Linked DNA regions of Sus scrofa: all the other regions are linked to region 2. A link is a contact called in public HiChIP or PLAC-seq data. All regions are on one chromosome and are shown on one strand. Each heading gives the region's core, a stretch centred on a gene start, on an enhancer-like site or on the middle of the called end of the contact. The rest is flanking DNA. Distances are from core to core; before and after follow the strand shown. Region 1 holds the start of MIF (macrophage migration inhibitory factor (glycosylation-inhibiting factor)). Region 2 holds the start of PPM1F (protein phosphatase 1F). Region 3 holds the start of PPIL2 (peptidyl-prolyl cis-trans isomerase-like 2).

Region 1 (3,687 bases), core at 1,167-3,666, 200 kb after region 2:
CCTCTGCTTTAAGTCTGACTCCGCTTCTGCCTTGTCTTTGACTCGAGCTGGAGAAAATTCTCTGCTTTTAAGGGCTCCTGTGATTACATCGGAACCACCCAGATAATCCATGATAACCTCCCTATTTTAGGGTCTGTAACCCTAATTACATCTGCAAAGTGCCTTTTGCCATGTAACGTAATGCATTCACAGGTTTGGGGGACTAGGGCATGGACAGCCTTGGAGGCCCTCTGCCTGCTACCGAGCAACAGGGCAGAAGGTAGGCACGCAGCCAGGCCCAAAAGAAATAGTCCCCCAGCTCAGGGAGCCTAGAAAGGAAGCAGTAACTCACACACAGAAATATGGTGATAGCCTGGAAGAAGAGAACAGGTGCTGGGCTCCTGACTGGGCCTGACCCAGCCAGGAGCTTTGGGTGCTGAAGCAGATCAGGGAAAGTGCAGGAGGGGACCAGGTCACCCAGGGCACTGTGATGGTACTGGGGACCATCACCAGTAATTAAACCACTTGGGTCCTCACAACATCCCCCTGTAAAATGGACACTACTGTCATCCCCAAGTTACAGGCAGGAAAACTGAGGCTCAGAGAGGTTAGCCAAGTGTCCAAGCTAGTGACAAGTGGGACTGGGAATCTAGTCCCTCCTCAGAGGCCCTCCCTGAAAGACAGCAGTGACTACTCCTGGGAAGGGAGGGTACACAAAGGCTGTCCTGATGGGGAAGGCTCCCCTCTGTCACAGTAACAACCTGAAAACCATAGCGGCTCACCCACAGGGCATTGCAGGTGTTTGTTGGAGAGGCTCTGTGTCACCCGCTGCCACATCAGAGAACATGGAACTGGGCACTAGCTTTTGGATCTTCTGCCTGGAATCATTTGCGTCACTTCTGGTCACTGGACAAAGCAAGTCACATGGCCAGATCTACCTGGGTAGGCAGGGGGAACAGACTCCTCCTCCAGGAGAGGCCAGGCCAAGAGTGATGCCAGCTAACTTAGACTAAGGTGGGATCAGGGGTGGGGGGAGAGGCGAGGATAAAGGCATAGTGGAGGGAGGCACAGTTCACTGGGAGGAGATCAGAGGTGGGAGAAAAGTCATGCACTTGGATGTGGACACCGGGAGCAGGCCATGCTGAGTTGGCTGCTGGAGCTCAGAGGAGCATCCTGGGCTGGAGACATCAGTGCATCAGTGGTAACAGAACCCTGAGCACAGAAAGACGGCTGGGTGTGGGAGTGGGGAGGAAAGTGATCTGGGCCTACCTGGAAAGCCCCACATTTTACAGAGTTATTGGCACAGCTGGGCCATGAGACCTTCCCTCTGGAGGCCAGCTGGTCCCACAAGCCTGGTGGCCTTGATCCATCATATGGCCATTGTCAAGGCCAGCAACATGCTCTGCCACCTTAACCAGACCACAACTGTCAGAGACCAAGGACAGGGCTTTCCTGGAGAGCTCTGAGACTGGCCAAACCTGCATGCCCCTTGAGTGCCAGTCCCCAGCCCAGCCCCCTGACCAGGGGTCTCCTCAGAGCAGGGGTCAGGTGGCCCTTCTGTCCAGTAATGGCAGGGCCTGCAGGCTCATCCCTGGCCCTGACCTCTTCCTGCCCCGTCATGGCTAACTTCATTCACCCAGTATTTAGTCCATGTCTTTCATATGCTTGGCACCTACTAGCTACCCGTTGAGCTGACCACTAGTGGAAGAAACAGAAAATTCACTCAGGCTGTAAGAGGGCGTCCCCAGAGGACACATCAGAGGAATTGCCCAGGGGACTCAAGTTTTGGGGTGGGCTTTGAGCTCTGTCAGACATCCCCTCCTACTCGCTGCCCCTACCCGGGGCACCACCCAGCATCCCCACCCACCTTGAGGAGCAGGGGTATAGGGAAGGCATCTGGATGGTGACTCATTTGTGGTAGCCCCCTCCCACCTGCATCAGTGACTGCGCCTCACCCCTACACATGAACACCAGCACGCCCACCCGTCCACTCAGGACAGTGGCCCCAGAGACTCAGGACACACAAGGGCTCAGTGAGAATGAGCTGGACTTCATCTACTTGTCCAGCTGTGAGCTCCTGGAGGGCCAGAAGCCACCTGCCCCCCTAACCGCAGTATCCCCGCTCCTGGCACACAGATGAGTAGATATCTGTGACTAAATAAAAGGGCTGATGAACGAGGGAAAGGCACACTTCTGGCCACGAGGTGGTGAACGGCTTTGGAGGGGGCACCCAGCCAGGGGTAGGCGGAGTAGGGTCTCAAAGTCCCGCCGTGAGGGCGGGGCCTCTGCCGGCGGTGACGTCACCAGTCGCGAAGGCCTCGCGGCCTCGGGGGCGGGATCTCCGCCGGCGGTGACGTCACGGGGCGGAACCGCAGTCGCAGTGGGCGGGGCGCCGGGCGGCGGTCACGTATCTCAGGTTCCCCTGCTTCTTGACCGCGCAGTTAGGTTCCTGTGCTCCGGGTCCCCACTGTTCCTGGCCATCATGCCGATGTTCGTGGTAAACACCAACGTTCCCCGCGCCTCTGTGCCGGACGGGTTCCTCTCCGAGCTGACTCAGCAGTTGGTGCAGGCCATGGGCAAGCCGGCGCAGGTCTGCCACGAGGGCCGGGCGAGGCGGTTCCGGGCTGAGGCTGGGGTTGGGGGAGGGGGGGCGGCGATTCCGGAATGGGGCTCCGGGCGGGGAAGGGACGCGGGGGCGGGGGGCGTCTGGGCCGGCGAGGTCACCCGGGCCGACTGACCGCGTCCCCTCCCCCGCAGTACATCGCGGTGCACGTCGTCCCGGACCAGCTCATGGCCTTCGGAGGGTCCAGCGAGCCGTGCGCCCTTTGCAGTCTGCATAGCATCGGCAAGATCGGCGGCGCGCAGAACCGTTCCTACAGCAAGCTGCTGTGCGGCCTGCTGGCCGAACGCTTGCGCATCAGCCCGGACAGGTGCGTGGGCGCCGAGGGCCGGGGAGCACGCGGCCACGGCGGCCGCCCAGTTGCCCGCTCAGCCTCGCTTCCTTCTCCGCAGGATCTACATCAACTACTACGACATGAACGCGGCCAATGTGGGCTGGAACGGCTCCACCTTCGCCTGAGGGCCGCACCCCAAGACTCCTTTGCTCTCGGCCTGGCGCCGCCGGCTCTGTTTTCTGCCTGCCTCGCCCCTAGCGACCCCAGCTCCCGGAAGAGAGAAATAAACGGTGTGGAGATGGCTGCCTCCGGCTTCCTTGACTAGCGGAGGAATTGGTGAAGGGCCGGGTCAGTGACAGGGGTCCGAGGCCGGGAGGGGCGCCCCCAGAATGAGCTGTGGGGCGCCTTCCCCTACCCTTTGCCAGCAGAAGGCCCCACTGAGGTTGGCATCCTTCCAGAGGCCACAACCCAGGAATCAAATTCGAATCGGGAATCCATAGTCTGTCCCCCACCCTCTCTCCTGCCGAGGCACCACGTGGGCTAGGGTTGGCGGGCAAAGGGGGAGTAATCCAAATCCGGGTGAGGGCGCCCGCTCCACCTCAGGAGTCATTCTCTGCCAAGCTGGTGCTTCAGTGTCTTGACTTAGGAAATCCCATTGTTTTGGAACTTTAGGATGGTTTTCAAGTGTGGGACAGAGGCTCCAGGAGGTGGATTCTGGTTATGCTGCCCTGTCCACCCCAGTTCCAGGCCTGGGTAGGGCTCCCTTCAGGCACCCAGGCCCTTAGGAATAGCAGTTCCCTGAGGGCATACTCCT
Region 2 (4,008 bases), core at 890-3,389:
AGTCCTATTTGCCTGGAGAACAGAGAGAAGGGAGAAGCTTGATCCTTAGGAAAGGTAACCGCATCACTATTACAAAAGTATTGTAATCGTTGTTTTAAAATTTTCTACAAGTGGAGAGTTCCCATAGTGGCTCAGTGGTAACCAACCCGACTAGGATCCATGAGGACGTGGGTTTGATCCTTGGCCTCGTTCACTGCGTTAAGCATTCAGCATTACTGTGAGCTGTGGTGTAGGTCACAGACGTGGCTTGGATCCCATGTTGCTGCGGCTGTGGTGTAGGCTGGCAGCTGTAGTTCTGATTTGACTCCTAACCTGGGAAGTTCCAGGTGCCTTGGGTGCGGCCCTAAAAAGCAAAAAAGTTTGGTTAGGGTCTGCGATCCCTAACCAACCTCATGGAAACTAGCGGATTTGTTTCTGTTGCTCGAACTCCGAACTCCGTTCTACCCTTTTTTTTTTTTTTAAGGGTCACACCAGGCTAGGGCTTGAATCAGAGCTACAGCTGCCGGCCTACACACAGCCGCAGTAACGCAGGATCCGAGAGCCACGTATGTGACCTACACCTTAGCTCACAGCAATCCCAGATCCTTGCCCCACTGAGTGAGGCCAGGGATTGTACCACATCCTCATGCATACTAGTCCGATTCATTTCCACTGCACCACAATGGGAACTTCCCTTTCTACCCATTTTTAATTGTACAGTTCTGCTGCTTTAAGCACATTCACACTGCTGTGCACCCACCACTTTTTACGGGCTTGCCTTCTCATGAGATTATAAGCTCCCCCAACGCCCTACCCAGTCCCTCAGGTGTCACAGGGCCTCTGTGCGGCTGCTGGCAAGTGTGACAGCAGAGGGAAGGCATCAGTTCCCTCCCAACACCCCTAGATGGTGGTGTAGCCTGGAGCCCAGCCCCTCGAAAGAGGAAGCTAAAAACTCCAGTGAACATGGTGGGAGCAGACAGGTCTCAAGGACAGGGCTGGCTTGAGGCGATAACACAAAGGAATTCTAGGAATGAAGTTGCCTGAAGGTTTGTAAAGTGGTACCATCCTATTTACCTCTCACCACTAGGCTGAGTACAGTTTTACTGAACCACTCCTGCAGATGAAGAAACAGGCTCAGGAAGGGTCAGCAGCCCAATGAAGGCCACACAGGCAGGAAATGGCAAAGCTGGAATGAGGTGGGGTCTTTCCATGCCTTTGTCACTTCCAGTTGCAAGAGGATGGGTGAAATGTGACAATGGCCGGAAATGGCATAAAAGCCAGAAGTGAGACTTGCATTCTATCTCCCACGGTGGGAGCACAGCTCATCCACAGAACCTGCCCCAGGAAACGTCACCAGGACCTGTGTCACTCAGGACAAGTGTCCAGCTGAGTGGAAGCCTTCAAGAAGGAGCCCATTCACCAGGGATTAGGCCCCACTGTTAGGCCCTGCACTAAAATCCCTCCAATCAGGTGCCATTTCTCTCTGATACAGAGAGGTTAAGAGGCTTGCCTGAAGCCACACAGCTGCAGTGGTGGAGCCATGGCCTCCCAGCCTGAGGTTCTATCTTAGCCTGTCTGGCTAAAGCTTAAATACACTTAGGGGAGGGCCGGGGCCGGGGCTGCAGTAGGGCCAGGGTGCAGAGGCTCCTGGGGTAGGGGTCAGGGCCGTGGCCGCGCCAGATGCTCCAGGAGGTGGGGAGCGGAGGGGCCGGACCCGGGCAAGAGGGGAGGCACGTGACCCCTTCGCACTCCATCCCGCTTTACCGTCCTGGGTCCCTTGCCCCGGCTCGGTCACAACCCCTTGGGCCTGACGCCCAGACTCTGCCCCCCGGCGTTCAGCCCCCATGCTCGCCTGGGGCTCCCCAGCCCCGCAGCCGCCCCCGCTCTGCAGCTCCCACTCGGCCCCCAACCCCTCGGGGTCCCCATATCGGCCTCTCCAGCCCCCGACACCGTCCCTGGCGCCCCCGCCGTAGCACCCCCCTGGCGCCATCTGCCCCGCTCCCGCGCCCCGGGCCGCCGCACCCAAGCCCCCGTGGGCCTCACCTGCCACTCGGCCACCCGGCGCCCAGCGAGCAGCTCCTTTCCAGCCCCGCCCACTTCCCGTCCAGCAGCCACGGGCACCGCGCAGGCGCAGTTGATCCTGGGCGGGAGAGGCGGGGGCCGGCCTCTGCTGCCCCCTGGTGGCCGCACGGCGGCCCAGCCTGGAGACTGAGCTCACGCTGCGTGCTGCTTTCCGACTTCCCCGCTTCTGCCTCCGCGCTCAGCGGCCAGAGTCCGGCACGTCTTTAACCTGCGGTAGCCGGGTAGATGGAGGAAAGCGCCCAGAAATTAGGCAACTTGTGCAGTTAACAGCCGGTTAGCCTCAGAGCAGGGTTGCGAGACCACGCTACCGGGGGCTGATGCTTTCAGAGACCGTTAACTTCCTTTTGCTGTTAGGACGATTGCTACAGACGCACATATTTAATATCTATAAGTCTGGAGGGCAGAAATCCAGTGGGTCTCAGTGGGTCAAGTTCAAGGGTCAGCAGGACGCCTTCTTTTTTGGAGGCTCTGGGAAGAATCCCTTCTGCCATCTTTACAGCTTCTAACTGCCCCCTTCTTGGCTTACCGCCCCTTCACCCTTCCAAGCCAGGAACGAAAAGGCCCTTGTGATGGTACTGGGCCGCCCACATAGCCCAGGATAATCTTCCTATTTTAAAGTCCGATTAGCAACCTTAATTTTACCTGCGGCCCTGATTCCTATTCACCACATGATCTAACATCAGCACAGTTCCAGGGACAAGAACCTTGGGAGCCATTTTCCTGCCATCCTAGAAATGTATAAAAATATTTTAAGGCTGGAAGAGATAAATGAACTTTTAGGTCAAAGAAGATGTTTTAATACATGTTAATATATTCATCTTTGTATCAGTGCAGTTGTAAAGCATAATTTTTATTTTTGTCTTTTTGTCTTTTTTAGTGCTGCACCCACAGCATATGGAGGTTCCCAGGCTAGGGGTCTAACCAGAGCTGTTGCTGCCAGCCTATGCCAGAGCCACAGCAATGCCAGATCCGAGCCGTGTCTGCAACCTACACCACAGCTCATGGCAATGCCGGATCCTTAACCCACTGAGTCAGGCCAGGGACCAAACCCAAGACCTCACGGTTCCTTGTCGGACTCATCTCTGCTTCGCCAGGACGGGAACTCTGGAACTCCGTAAAGCATGATTTAAGTTTTCTTATGGAGAGCTCTCCAAAGAGAGCTGGGGCCCTGCCCCCACTGGCATCCAGGCCCACCCATGCACTGCCTGTCCTTCCCAGGAACTAAGGTCTCGGAATGTTTCACTAACAGGGTTTTGGAAGACTAGCAGTTGGTGGATTTGAAAGGACATCTGGGGTGGAGTTTGGGGTGGGTCTGGCAGGCAGGGGTGTCTGGGCAGAGAAAGCAGGGTGGAGGGGGTACTCTGGCTGGTCGCATTCTTTTGTCTTTTTAGGGCTGCACTCAAAGCGTATGGAAGTTCCTGGGCCAGGGGTTAAATCAGAGCTGCATCTGCTGGTCTACACCACAGCCACAGCAACATGGGATCCAAGCCACATCTGTGACCTATACCGCAAACCATGGCAATGTCAGATCCTTAGGATCCTTAACTCACTGAGTGAGGCCAGGGATCAAACCTGCATCCTCATGGATACTAGTCAGGTTCGTAACCCACTGAGTCACAACAGGAACTCCTCATCCCATTATCTTGCTCATTCCTTCCTAGATCCCTTGATCCCTCTCAGTGTGCTGACTCCAGAAAGGCCTGAGGCCACTTGTGACCTTGAATACGTTCCTCAGCTCCCCTGTGCTTAGCTTCCTTACTGGAAAAAATGGGAACAATAGCAACAAAATTACCTCCTAGGGCTGTGGTGAGACCCTGCCTCAGCATTTCTCAAACTGTGCCTGGGACCACCTGTGGGGAGGAAGTTTGAGAACCACAGTGCTGGCCAGTTGGTCATAAGGCAGGACCTCCCACATGTGAAACCCCTGAATGCTGATGTAACCTGCGG
Region 3 (3,656 bases), core at 856-3,355, 190 kb before region 2:
GAGCCATGACGGGAACTCCATCAGTTTTTTTTTTGTTGTTGTTTTTTTTTTACATTGGTTGATTTTTAAATCAAGGCAAGATGATATAGCCTGTACTTCTCAGAAACTTGCTCTTTTCTGTTACTGTACCACTGAGGCGGCTTTACTTGTTGGGATATATAGACCAACGTGGTTCCTTAAACAGCTGCAGAATGGTCACAGCAGGCATAGCTACACCATGATTCCTTAAGCAATTCCCTGACGAACTTTTTTTGGGCTGTGCTTGCAGCTTGCAGAAACTCCCAGGCTCAGGATGAACCCACACCACAGTGGTGACAACACTAGGTCTTTAACCCCCTGAGCCACCAGGGAACTCCCCCAATGGTCCTTTAGATTGTTTCCAGGTTTGCATAATCACAGACATTGCCACAATGAACAGCCTTGAACAAACACCGGTGGGAAGGGCTTCCAGGGGTAGAGACGGATTGAGAACCACCCCACAGCCTGGGTTTGGTTATAGGACCCTCTGGTGGCCCCGTGTGCCGGGTCTGAGCTCATGGGCACATCTTGCCTGTCTCCTGTACAGGACCGCAGCCTGTAGTGGCTTGCCCAGCACCGAGGAGATGCCATCGCCTTCTGTGAAGGCCTCCATCTTCACGCCGCCTGTCCTGCTCAAGTTCCAGCCTGTGCCCCATCCCCAAGATGACTCAGAGAATGACCCTGGCAGCGTGGAGCCTGTGCCCTACCAGAGGGACCCGTAACCTCTCTTGTGCAAAGCACGGCCAGAGAAATGAATAAATTCCCCCCGGAGGTGCCTTCCTTGTGCCTCGCTCCCCAGGGACCATGCTGTCCCTTGGGCTTTCTCCTGTCCCAAGTAGTGGTCAGGGTACTGCAAGCCAGAGGCTCATGGGTCTGAGCCTGCACACAGTAGGTGGTCAGGTGGTCAAGTCAGGGAGGCTGGGATCCAACATGGGAACTCAGCCTACACCACAACCACAGCAACTCAGGATCCGAGCCAAGTCTGTGACCTATACAGCAGCAACACCAGATCCTTTAACCCACCAAGCAAGGACAGGAATTGAACCTGTGTCCTCATGGATACTAGTCGGGTTACCTCTAAGCCACAACAGGCACTCCCAAGAGTGCTGGCAATTTAGTGTTTGGGAATCAAGGGATACAGTGTTTAAAGCCATCAATCTGGGCAAGATCACCCAGTGCTTGACTGTAGAGGGAGGTCCAGGGCTTGGCTGGGGCACACAAACATGGTGGTCTGGCTGAAGAGACAGAAGGTATCATCAGGGCTTTGGACTTTCAGGCTTGATGGCTCCTGCCCCTGGGCCTCCCAGGAGAAGGGCCTGGAGGCAGTGGGAACTGTATGGGCAGTGAGCGGGTGGACAGAAAGTGTGGATGTCCCTTTTGAGCTGTCTGCCTTGGGGGGGCGGGGGGGGGGTAGTTGAGGAGTGGATATGGGGCCTAGTGGGAGTTTTCCTTTATATTTACTTTTTTGTTACAATCGCAGAATGTGTAAAGTTCTCAAGCCAGGGATCAAATCCTGCCCTAGGTGCAAACTGCACCACAGCTGTGGCAACGTGGGATCCCTAACCCGCTGAGCTAGGTGGGCTTTTTTTTTTTCCTAAGGCCGCACCCGTGGCACATGGAGTTTCCCAGGCTAAGGGTGGAATTGAAGCTGTAGCCGCTGGCCTATGCCATAGCCACCGCAACGCAGGATCCGAGCCGCGTCTGAGACCTACACCACAGCTCACAACAAGGTGGTTAAGCGGATCATTAAGCCACTGAGCGAGGCCGGGGATCGAACCTGAGTCCTCTAGTCAAATTCGTTTCAGCTGAGCCACGACAGGAACTCCCAGGCGGGCTTTTTAAAGACCTGAGAAATCAGGTCAAACTAGGGTGGGTCTAAGCCCTGTGGGGCAGATAGGCAACGGTCCAGAGAAAGGCACCCGGGAAGATGGGCCTTCGGGGTAAGGTGGCTCTGCCTAGGGCTGGCCCAGAAGCCCCAGCACCCAAGCGCCCCCCGCCCCCCACCTCGGGCACGCGCGCTGGGCACCACGGTTCCCGGCATACCCAGCGCCAGCTTCCGGGGCGGGGCGGGGCGGGGCGGGGCGGGGGGGGGCCAAGGGACCCGGAAGTTGTTACGAGGTCGACGGAGACGCTGGAGTCTGAGTTGTCTGCGATTGTTTTTCTTCGGAGACGCGGCTGTCTGAGTTGTCTGGGGTTGTTTTGCCACGTTCGCTCGTCCTGCCGGCGCCGCCGCTGCCACCGACGCCATGGGGAAGCGACAGCACCAGAAAGACAAGATGTAAGTAGCCCCCCTCCGGGAGCGGGCCCCGTTGGCCTCAGTCCCGCCTGTGGCCGTTCCTGCGTTGCGCCTTTTCCCCGAACCCCTCTCAGCTTCGCTTCCCCAGAAGCCTTCGGCCTACGCCGGCGGGGCGGCCCCGTAAGGCTCAGGGTTTCCCAGGGTCCCCGTTCCTTCAGCTCCGCCACTGCTGTCTTACCCCGCGCGCGGTTCACGCCCCCCAGCCTACCCGAGAGTTCCAGCATCTCCTATTAGAAACAGACCAGCCTTGCCCCACCAGCTGCCATCGAGTTTCTTTGATTTTCTTCATGGCAGGATGGGAAAGGCCTGTGTCTACCTGCTGTTTCTTGCTGTCCTTTTGAAACCACAACAGCCAGGCACTCGACCCCCCCGCGCTGCTCTTGTTGGGATCCAGTAACTTTTGCGTGGCTACATCTGGGAGTCAGTTTTCAGACCTCGTTTTGTTGGGCTTCTCAGCAGCGTGTGACACGGCCGAATAGCCCTTCTCTGGTGTCTGGGACACCATACACTCCTCAGGGGCTTCTCTTTCTCCGTCTCCTTTGTTGGATCCTCCTCCCCTCTCTCGGACCTCATAGTTCTGTACCGCCCCCCCCCCCCTCCCAGTTTACTCTTCTCCGCGGTGGTCACACCAGTCTTGCAGTGATCAGCTGCTTGCCAGACACCTCCTTTTGGAGATCTGAGGGACATCTCCAATTCACTATGCCCCACGTGGAGCTCTGGATTGTTGCACCTGAGCCTGCTCTGCCCCCATCTTTCTTTCTTTTTTCTTTTCTTTTTTTAAATTACTCAATGAATTTATTACATTTATAGTTGTACAATGATCATGACAATCCGATTTTATAGGATTTCCATCCAACACCCCCAGCGCATCCCCCCACCCCCCAAACTGTCTCCTTTGGAAACCATAAGTTTTTCAAAGTTTGTGAGTCAATATCTGTTCTGCAAAGAAGTTCATTGTGTCCTTTTTTCAGATTCCACATATCTGATAGCATTTGATGTTGGTGTCTCATTGTCTGACTGACTTCACTTAACATGATGATTTCTAGGTCCATCCATGTTGCTAAAATTTTTCTTTCTTCTTTTTTTTTCTTTTTAGGGCTGCACTCGTAGCATATAGAAGTTCCCAGGCTAAGGGTTGACTCAGAGCTACAACTACAGGCCTACACCACAACCATAGCAATGAGGGATCTGAGCCCCGCCTGCTACCTACACCACAGCTCATGGCAATGCTGGATCTTTAACCCACTGAGAGACCAGGGATCGAACCCAAATCCTCATGGACACTAGTCAGATTCCTTTTCACTGTGCCACAAAGGGAACTCTGCCCCAATTTTTCCATCTC

The links. HiChIP or PLAC-seq counts read pairs in DNA pulled down with a chosen protein or histone mark.
Region 1: an H3K27ac HiChIP or PLAC-seq map of alveolar macrophages shows a contact between it and region 2. The contact joins the promoter of MIF here to the promoter of PPM1F in region 2. A contact is called at or near these places in 1 of 47 Hi-C or Micro-C datasets (embryonic fibroblasts) and 1 of 2 datasets of contacts at active chromatin or transcription factors (alveolar macrophages).
Region 3: a contact with region 2 is called in an H3K27ac HiChIP or PLAC-seq map of alveolar macrophages. The contact joins the promoter of PPIL2 here to the promoter of PPM1F in region 2. A contact is called at or near these places in 3 of 5 promoter capture datasets (fetal liver, fetal skeletal muscle and liver), 2 of 47 Hi-C or Micro-C datasets (embryonic fibroblasts and fetal liver) and 2 of 2 datasets of contacts at active chromatin or transcription factors (alveolar macrophages and skeletal muscle).

What each region holds. Positions count from the first base shown.
Region 1 is chr14:49,839,792-49,843,478 of Sscrofa11.1, reverse strand. It overlaps MIF (macrophage migration inhibitory factor (glycosylation-inhibiting factor)), which reads left to right and starts at 2,416. Exons shown (of 3, transcript NM_001077213.2): 1 at 2,416-2,569; 2 at 2,737-2,909; 3 at 2,992-3,176. The coding sequence starts at 2,462. The coding sequence ends at 3,058.
Region 2 is chr14:50,038,743-50,042,750 of Sscrofa11.1, reverse strand. It overlaps PPM1F (protein phosphatase 1F), which reads right to left and starts at 2,139. Exons shown (of 8, transcript XM_021073287.1): 1 at 2,023-2,139.
Region 3 is chr14:50,231,291-50,234,946 of Sscrofa11.1, reverse strand. It overlaps PPIL2 (peptidyl-prolyl cis-trans isomerase-like 2), which reads left to right and starts at 2,105. Exons shown (of 21, transcript XM_001929539.5): 1 at 2,105-2,296. The coding sequence starts at 2,265. It overlaps LOC100155534 (verprolin), which reads left to right. Exons shown (of 7, transcript XM_013983173.2): 7 at 566-794. The coding sequence ends at 740.